2 separate regions of the Bos taurus genome follow, and region 2 is linked to region 1. The links are chromatin contacts, called in public Hi-C maps. All regions are on one chromosome and are shown on one strand. The core of a region is the stretch at or near the end of the contact, and the rest is flanking DNA. Distances in the headings are between cores, read along the strand shown. Region 1 overlaps UBL7 (ubiquitin like 7). Region 2 has its middle 32 kb from the start of CYP11A1.

What was found. Hi-C and Micro-C count contacts between places; a contact is called where the count stands out from the background.
Region 2: a Hi-C map of liver shows a contact between it and region 1, with 2.6 times the contacts expected there. The contact joins two enhancer-like sites. A contact is called at or near these places in 5 of 11 Hi-C or Micro-C datasets (4-cell embryo, blastocyst, liver and 2 more).

Annotation. Positions count from the first base shown.
Region 1 is chr21:34,219,011-34,222,583 of ARS-UCD2.0, reverse strand. UBL7 (ubiquitin like 7) reads right to left here. Exons shown (of 11, transcript NM_001015573.1): 7 at 3,546-3,573; 8 at 3,240-3,289; 9 at 2,836-3,003; 10 at 1,924-2,046. Among named protein-coding and RNA genes, the nearest start is that of UBL7, 11 kb to the right of the region's middle. Within about 2 kb of position 1,578, at least 13 of the 102 cell types and tissues checked have an H3K27ac peak or open chromatin away from gene starts, as enhancers often do. A contact at or near this core is called in liver, where this site is marked.
Region 2 is chr21:34,295,053-34,298,625 of ARS-UCD2.0, reverse strand. No RefSeq gene overlaps it. Among named protein-coding and RNA genes, the nearest start is that of CYP11A1, 32 kb to the left of the region's middle. Within about 2 kb of position 2,040, at least 56 of the 102 cell types and tissues checked have an H3K27ac peak or open chromatin away from gene starts, as enhancers often do. A contact at or near this core is called in liver, where this site is marked.

The DNA.
Region 1 (3,573 bases), core at 329-2,828:
TGAGCGACTAAACCACCAACACCACACTGTGAAAAGTCTCACACTCATCTACTCGTCTCCCCCATTCCTGATAACCTACTTTATTTTCTTTGAGGAAATATAAATACACATTCCTATACTTACCCTTTTCTTATTATCGCTCCTTTTTTCCTATCATATTAAGGTATCATAGAAAACGCTTGTGGATGTCCCGAAATGTACCACAGGAGGGCAGCTTCTAGTCTTTGCCGTTATAGAAACGCTGTGGTGACTGGTTCTGTACAAATGTCACCCTCTGCATGCACATACATCTCCGGGATAAATTCCGAGCAATGGGACTGCAAAGAATTACAGGCCATCTGTACTTCCTTCTTGGTGAACAGTCTGTTACTATCCTTTGCCTGCTTTTCTACAGAGCTGTTGGTCCTAAATCACTAGAACTTCAATTCAGGGAGGTTTTGCCCTTTGTCTGGTCTGCGTTACAGATTTCTTTCTGGTTTGTGATCAGCTTTCAGACTTCGCTTGTTCTTTTTGTACGTTGGTTTGCTTTGCTTTGCTTTGCAGAAATTTTCACATTTATGAACTCAAAATATATGTTGCTCTTTATACAATGGTTCCTTGATTTTTTGACTTTCAGCTATGAATGACCTTCTATATGGATTTAAAGAAATTTAGTGTTTTCAATATCTCTGACTCATGAAAGAGGAAGTACGCACCTTAGGGAAAAGGATGTGTTCACACTGTGGGAAGGAGAAGGCAGTGATGATGAAATGCAAATTCAAAGAAGCAGGCAAGCAAGGGTGAGGATGTGGAGGAGTTTTAGAAAACCACAGAAACCGCCTCAAGTTTCGTTTACAGGCCAGGTGGAGACATAAAGATTTCTGAGCTGAAGAGCAGAATGAACAAGCATCAGGCTGCAGATGATGAAGGAACCAAAAAGACCAACTGTCTCCAGGTCCTGCTCCTGCTCCCCTCACTGTCCACCGAGCCACATGGGGCAGTGAGAACCACATGGGCCGGACCCTGTCCCTGTCATTTAATGACCTGGACCAGTTCATGACCGTGGACCAGTTCCAGAAATGACGTTCATGCCCCAGGCTTAGCAGCAAACAAAAGAGAGTAAAGCAAACAGCTTGTGCACAGAGGCGTGCAATAAAATGTGAACCCCTGGGTCACACACGTAGCTGCTAGCTAAGCTTCTGTGTTCCACGAGGCAGGGGGGATGGTATCGCTCCCTGGTGACCGCCGGACAGGCCTCATCTCCTTACGCAGGCACTCAAGGCCCTCACACTCCGGCTTCTGCTCTGCTTTACTCTGGCCCCATCTCAGGATCTTTCATCGTGGATATTGCCTCTGCTCTTGCCAATCTGTCCTGTGTACCTCCACATTCGCTCACACAGGTAGCTGCCTCTGCCGGGACACCACATCCCCTCAACCAAACATCCCCTTCTCTGCCTGGCTAACCTTAAATAATTCTTTGACAGTAGGTACAAAACCACTTTCTCAGAAAAGTTTTACCTGACCTCAAGCCTGGGCCAGCTTCTCACCCTGTTGTTCCTCAGTTCAGTGACTGTCTGGCGCCCCTCCATGGCGGGAATGAGGACTGGCTCATCACTATCCCAGGAGCTGGACCAAGCTTGGACCAGACAGGCTCAAGGCTCAGTCAATGCTCACAGGATGGACGAATGACTCCTCAACTGAAACAGCCACTGAAATACCCAAGCCAGGCGGTCAGTGGAGCCAGGCCATGGGCACTGGGTGCAGGAGTGGAAGCTGCAGGGACACCCGCCCTTGCTGGGAGCACCCTCTCCTGTCACGCTGCCACGCCCCAGCTGTTCCTGCAGCAAAGCAGGCCAAGTGGAACGGGCCTCCGGAGGACAGAGGAAAGCTCAGCATCCAAAATACCAAAGAAGCCATGTGAACATCAGAAGGGGGAAGACTGACCTGAAGGCTGGGCTGCCCCGAGGCCTGCAGGGCATGCTGCAGGGCTTGGCTGAAGAGATCGTTGGTGATGGGCGTCCCTGACTGGACGCTGGAGGACATTGGGGAGGTCCCTGAGGAGTGGCCCTAGAGACAGACCATGGTCAGTGCCACCCTCAGAGCCACCCCAGTCTCCCAGCACACACCCACTGCCGTCACATCGCCCCACGGTGCCCTGCGTGCCTCACCACTGCCTCCCAGCAGGGGCCAGCAGGAGACAGCCACAGAGCCACCTTAAAGCTCTCTATGTGCGCAGGAAGGGTTCTGTACTCTCTTGCTCCACGGAGATGGAATGGGACCCCTGACCGAGCCTAGGACCCATACTGGCAGAGGAAAGATGGCTTTGCTGGCTGGAGTGACTATCACCAGGAATGCTTAAGCCTGTGATATACGCCTGGCCACTTTCAGGAATAAGTAAGGAACCATTATGCGACATGAGGTTCTTCCAACTGCTGAGAAGAGTCAGTCAGGCCTAGGATGAGCCCCAGACTTCTGAGCCTAAAGGCAGGTGAGGGGAGGTCGCCTGAGCTGCAGTGGGAAACCCACTGGGGCTCCAGGTAGAGCTCAGATCAAAGCAGATGGAGCACAAGGATCAGCAAAGGTAAACCCACTCTACCACTGGGCCCTTCTCCCTGGGGGCCTGGCCTGGACTTCCCACCCCTCTCTCCATACCTGGGGGCCTGGCCTGGACCTTCCCACCCCCTCTCTCCATACCTGGGGGCTCGGCCTGGACTTCCCACCCCTCTCTCCATACCTGGGGGCTCGGCCTGGACCTTCCCACCCCCTCTCTCCATACCTGGGGGCTCGGCCTGGACTTCCCACCCCTCTCTCCATACCTGGGGGCTTGGCCTGGACCTTCCCACCCTCTCTCCATACCTGGGTACCAGGAGTCGGCGTGTGAGAGCTGCTCTCCGGAGTGCTGGCCAGGGCCAGGGCAGTGGCCAGCTCGCTCTGGGTGATGGGCCGGGGCCCAGCAGCTCCACTGTACCCCAGGGAAGCTGGGCGGGAGCTGGGGGTGCTGCTTGAGGGCGTGGACCTGGCACTCTGGACAAGGGAGGTGCCCAGATCAGGGGGGAAGCCCTGAGTGGTTTTCAGAACCCCACCCCTGCTCCAAGAACAGTTCTTGGGGAGACTCCCCAGGCTGCCAGGGTCACAGCAATAGTGTGGCGGACCTGGGCCCCCACAGGGCCTCTGACCACCCCCTGCTGGGCGTGCCAGGTCCTGAGGAGGGCACCTCCCCAGCACCATCTCCCCCAAATGGCGGGCAGCCCGTCACTTACTGGGTGAAAGTCGTCCTCATCATCAGAGAGCCCTTCAAACAGGAAGCCACCTGGAGAAGGAAGGACAGATTTCAGGAGGAGGAACAGGAAGGCACAGGTGCTGCTCCAGCGTCTCGGCACTAGTTACTCCAAATTCATGTTCTCATCTCTCCCCTGGAAAATTACAGGACAGATGCTCTCCCTGACTCAAACCCAGAGTTCCCAAGGAACACCCTCTGCCAGCACTATACATAGCTGCGAGTAAAGCAAAGCCCTGGGCCACCGCCCATTCCCCAGGGGCCTGCATCCCGCAGTCCAGAGGCTCACCTGGCATGTCCCGGTAGGCGCTGGAGGG
Region 2 (3,573 bases), core at 791-3,290, 76 kb before region 1:
TTTCTATTAATGGATCCTGGGCTATTCTTTTTGACTGGAGAGAGTGAAATGAAGGAAAATATGGGACAGAGTTGATGGAAATTTGGGGGTAAGAATAAAACAGGGTGGAGGAGCGAAGAAGATGAGACCTGGAAGCCAGGGGCCCAGAGCCCTCAACAGAGGAAGGTTTCCAGTTTGGAGATCCCTGCAAAGCGCATCTCTAAGGACTGATTCTCCCCGGTGCCATCCATCACAGCCCTCCTATGAGAACATACTCCCCAAGGGCTGAGCACCCACAGGGACTTCCCACGCAGTGAGCGCAAGCTTGATCCCTACTCTTCCCTCATCTACTCTGTGGGCCCCTTCTGGCACCCCTAAGACTCCTGTAAATAGAGGAGCCCTGTACCCCAACTCCAGAGGTGAATAAGTAGCCCAGGGTACTCCCTGCCAGGTTCCAAGTCACCATCACTGTCAGCCCCCCACCTCTCCACCCCCCACCCCTCCCACCCATCCCCCCACTCCACCCCCTGCGTCTCCGGGCCTTCCTGTGCCCCACCCCACCCCAGCAGCCTCACTGCCTCCTGCAAGACAAAGCACAGTTTTTGACCTTTATAAGACCAGACATTTTTTATTTTTGATGGCTTCACCCCAAATCAGTGCAAACATATTAAAATATTAAAAATCCTCTGTAAAATTGTTGAAAGGATATTTATAATTTTGCTCTTGAAACCATTTGGCTAGGAGTAACTGATTTAAATTACAATTGGGGAATTCTTGTAAAATGAGAAAAACCCAACCCACACATTCCTTCAAATGTAATGAAAGTTTCATGAATACTAAATTTAACAATTAATGAGGTTGATATAATGTTACAGTTGGACATTTGATTAAGGATTTATTGATTTCAATTTTGCAGTGTTCTTATTTTAGAGCAGGTAATTTTTTTTCCAGCTGTCAAATATTCAAATGATGCCCCTGTGGAGGCTCTTGTGGGCAATATATGAGCAACCTGGGCCAATACGTCTTGCCTATCCTCCACCTGAAGCATACATCCCTTTATAAACACACACACAAGACAAACAGGACCTTGGTTAGACTGTGAAGTCAGAGTCTACTCCCAATGAAGAAGACAACGGGCCAGTTAAGAGCAGAGATGGAAGCAGGTCACATCATGTCATGTCATACATCATAAAAGAAAGAACTTCCTTACTACAACCAGTGGCTGGACCTGCTAAGGGCACAGAGGTTGAGACAAGCCAGCCTTGGAAGTTGGCATAGGTGCCTCCACCCTCCCAAGGAGGGTGAGTAGAGGGGGCAGAAGGGAGGGGACCACTTGCCCTGGTTTTCACAGCCAGTCACAGATCAGCTGCCTGAACGTATTTGGGGACTACAGCCTCCGTGTTCCAGGAAGGTGACCCCGGGGCTAGTGGGCTGTGAGGTTTCTCCCTGACACAAAGACAGTGCCCTACAGGGAGGATGTGGAAAGGCAGACAGAGGGCTGTTGGGGTAGATGCAGAGAGGAGAGGAGGGAGAGGCTGGGGAGAGAAAATCATTGAGACGGAGCTGGAATGAGGGCAGGAAGAAAGGTGGGAAGAGAGCTGGACTGTGTGCCAGTACTCAGGGGAAGGGAAGGAGGATCTCCCAGGATTGGGGTGGCCCTGGGACAGCAGCAGCAGCTAGGTGTCACCCAGGGATGGAGGCGGGGGTGGGAGTGATGTAGCCAGGAAAGACAGGGGCACTAGTTCTCGGAACACCCGCGTGATGTTACCCAAGCTTTCTCCACACAGAGGCAGAGGGGTCTGCAGGGGCATCTGGGGTTGGCAAGAACCTCTCCCAGTACCCCAGCCTCCCCTCGGAACAGGAGGGAGGGCCTGGGCTGAGGCAGCCCTCAGCCTGGTCTGCAGCAAGGGCCGAGGCAGAGAAATGTCACTCTGTCAGCCCCCCGCCCCCGCCCCATCTCTTTAAGGTACCGAGTGTACCAGCCGCCCCCCTCGTCCCACAGCGTCAGCACCTCGGAAGTTAAACATTGTGCCACTAGGTGGAGCCAAAGCCCACGGCAACAGCATGGAATTGGGAAGTTCAGCGGCCAGGGTTTGAGGACAGTGGGCTCGGGAGGCAGAGGACAGAAGAGAGGCTGAGTCTACGCAGAGCCAGGGAGGGCACAGGACAGCGGGTCCCAGCCTTTTTGGTTTATGAAGTCTCGTCTAGCAGTAATGCCTATATGGTCCCAGAGCGGATCCCGGCAGCCGAAAAACCCCATTTATCAGACGAGCCTGAGGCCCGTCAAAGGGATCCAGGAGTCGGTTGAAGCTACAGCCCGCGCCACAGCTCCTTCCCCTGCCCTGCTCCTGAAATCTGTGCCCTGCCGGCAGCTCCCGCTGGGCCCCGGGGCCTACGACTGGCACAGGCACAAAGTTGCCGGGCCCTCCGCCACCCTAGGGTGGGACGAGGTGGCTCAAGCGAAGGCCGGAGCTTCTGCAAAAGACCGCAGCTGACCCAGCATCTGAACAATCCACACGCCTCGGCCGCAGGTGGAGACGGTGGGGCGGGGCTTCAGTCGAGAAGCTCCTCATTGGGCGTGGGGGGTTGCTGGGGTTCTCGCATTGGTTGGGGGTGAGGGGGTGGGATCAAGGGCGTGGCTGAGAGATGTGAAAACCGGGAGAAAAACGCTTGGAGACAATGCACGGACCTCAGGTGTTTCGCTGAGGCCAGGGCGGGAGATACAGAGTTGATCCGCACCTGGGGTGAGCATCGGCCACGTTGTCCCCAAGCACAGGTGTGTTGCGGAAAGACCAAGCTCCAGACTCCCTCTGGTAGCCTTGTCACTTCCAGAACTAGGGGGCTCTCCCGGGTCTCTTGCCTCCCCTCTCCTTGATCTCACTGACCTACCACCAGCTGAACCAGATAGGTGTCCAGACCTTTTCCAACCTGCCCTCCACCTCTCACAGCAGCCATGCCCTCTTTACCTTCATCATTCCCTTTTAAAAGAATCTTTCCCCAGGGTTCACGGATACATCGCACTTAGCTTCGCACAGCCAGCGCTCAGCACAGAACCCCTACCTTCAGTGGTGTCCTTTGGCTTTTCACAGTGTCTGTAGAGGGGGAGGATGGAGCAGGGGGGCAACATGGCCACCTGGTCACTATGCGTGCACTACTCATTCCACACACATGTACTGAGCGTCGACTATGTGCCACAGCCTGTGGTGGGCGGACACCGGAGATAGAGCTTTAAGCAAAACAGACACTCTCTCTACTATCTACTTTCACATCAAGCTGTAGGACAGGGAGAGAGAGAGAATTTAAGGATACTGACAGGTGAGCCCCACCACTGGGGGTGTGAGTGGGCAATGTTAGCCTTAGCCGGTGGATAAGGACGTTTGCAGAAATGTGTTTGGGGTCAAAGCTTATCACACCTGTAAAAGCAGAAAATGATCAATGATCTTAACTATCAAGAAGATATACACTGCCCTCTTGTAGCAGGGTACTGCTTCAAGCAAACTAATATGCAAATGCCAACCTGTGGGAGGAAGGGGAAGAAATTAGTTTGACTCTATCCAAGAATCAATCATTAATCAATCAAAAGCAGATTTCCTT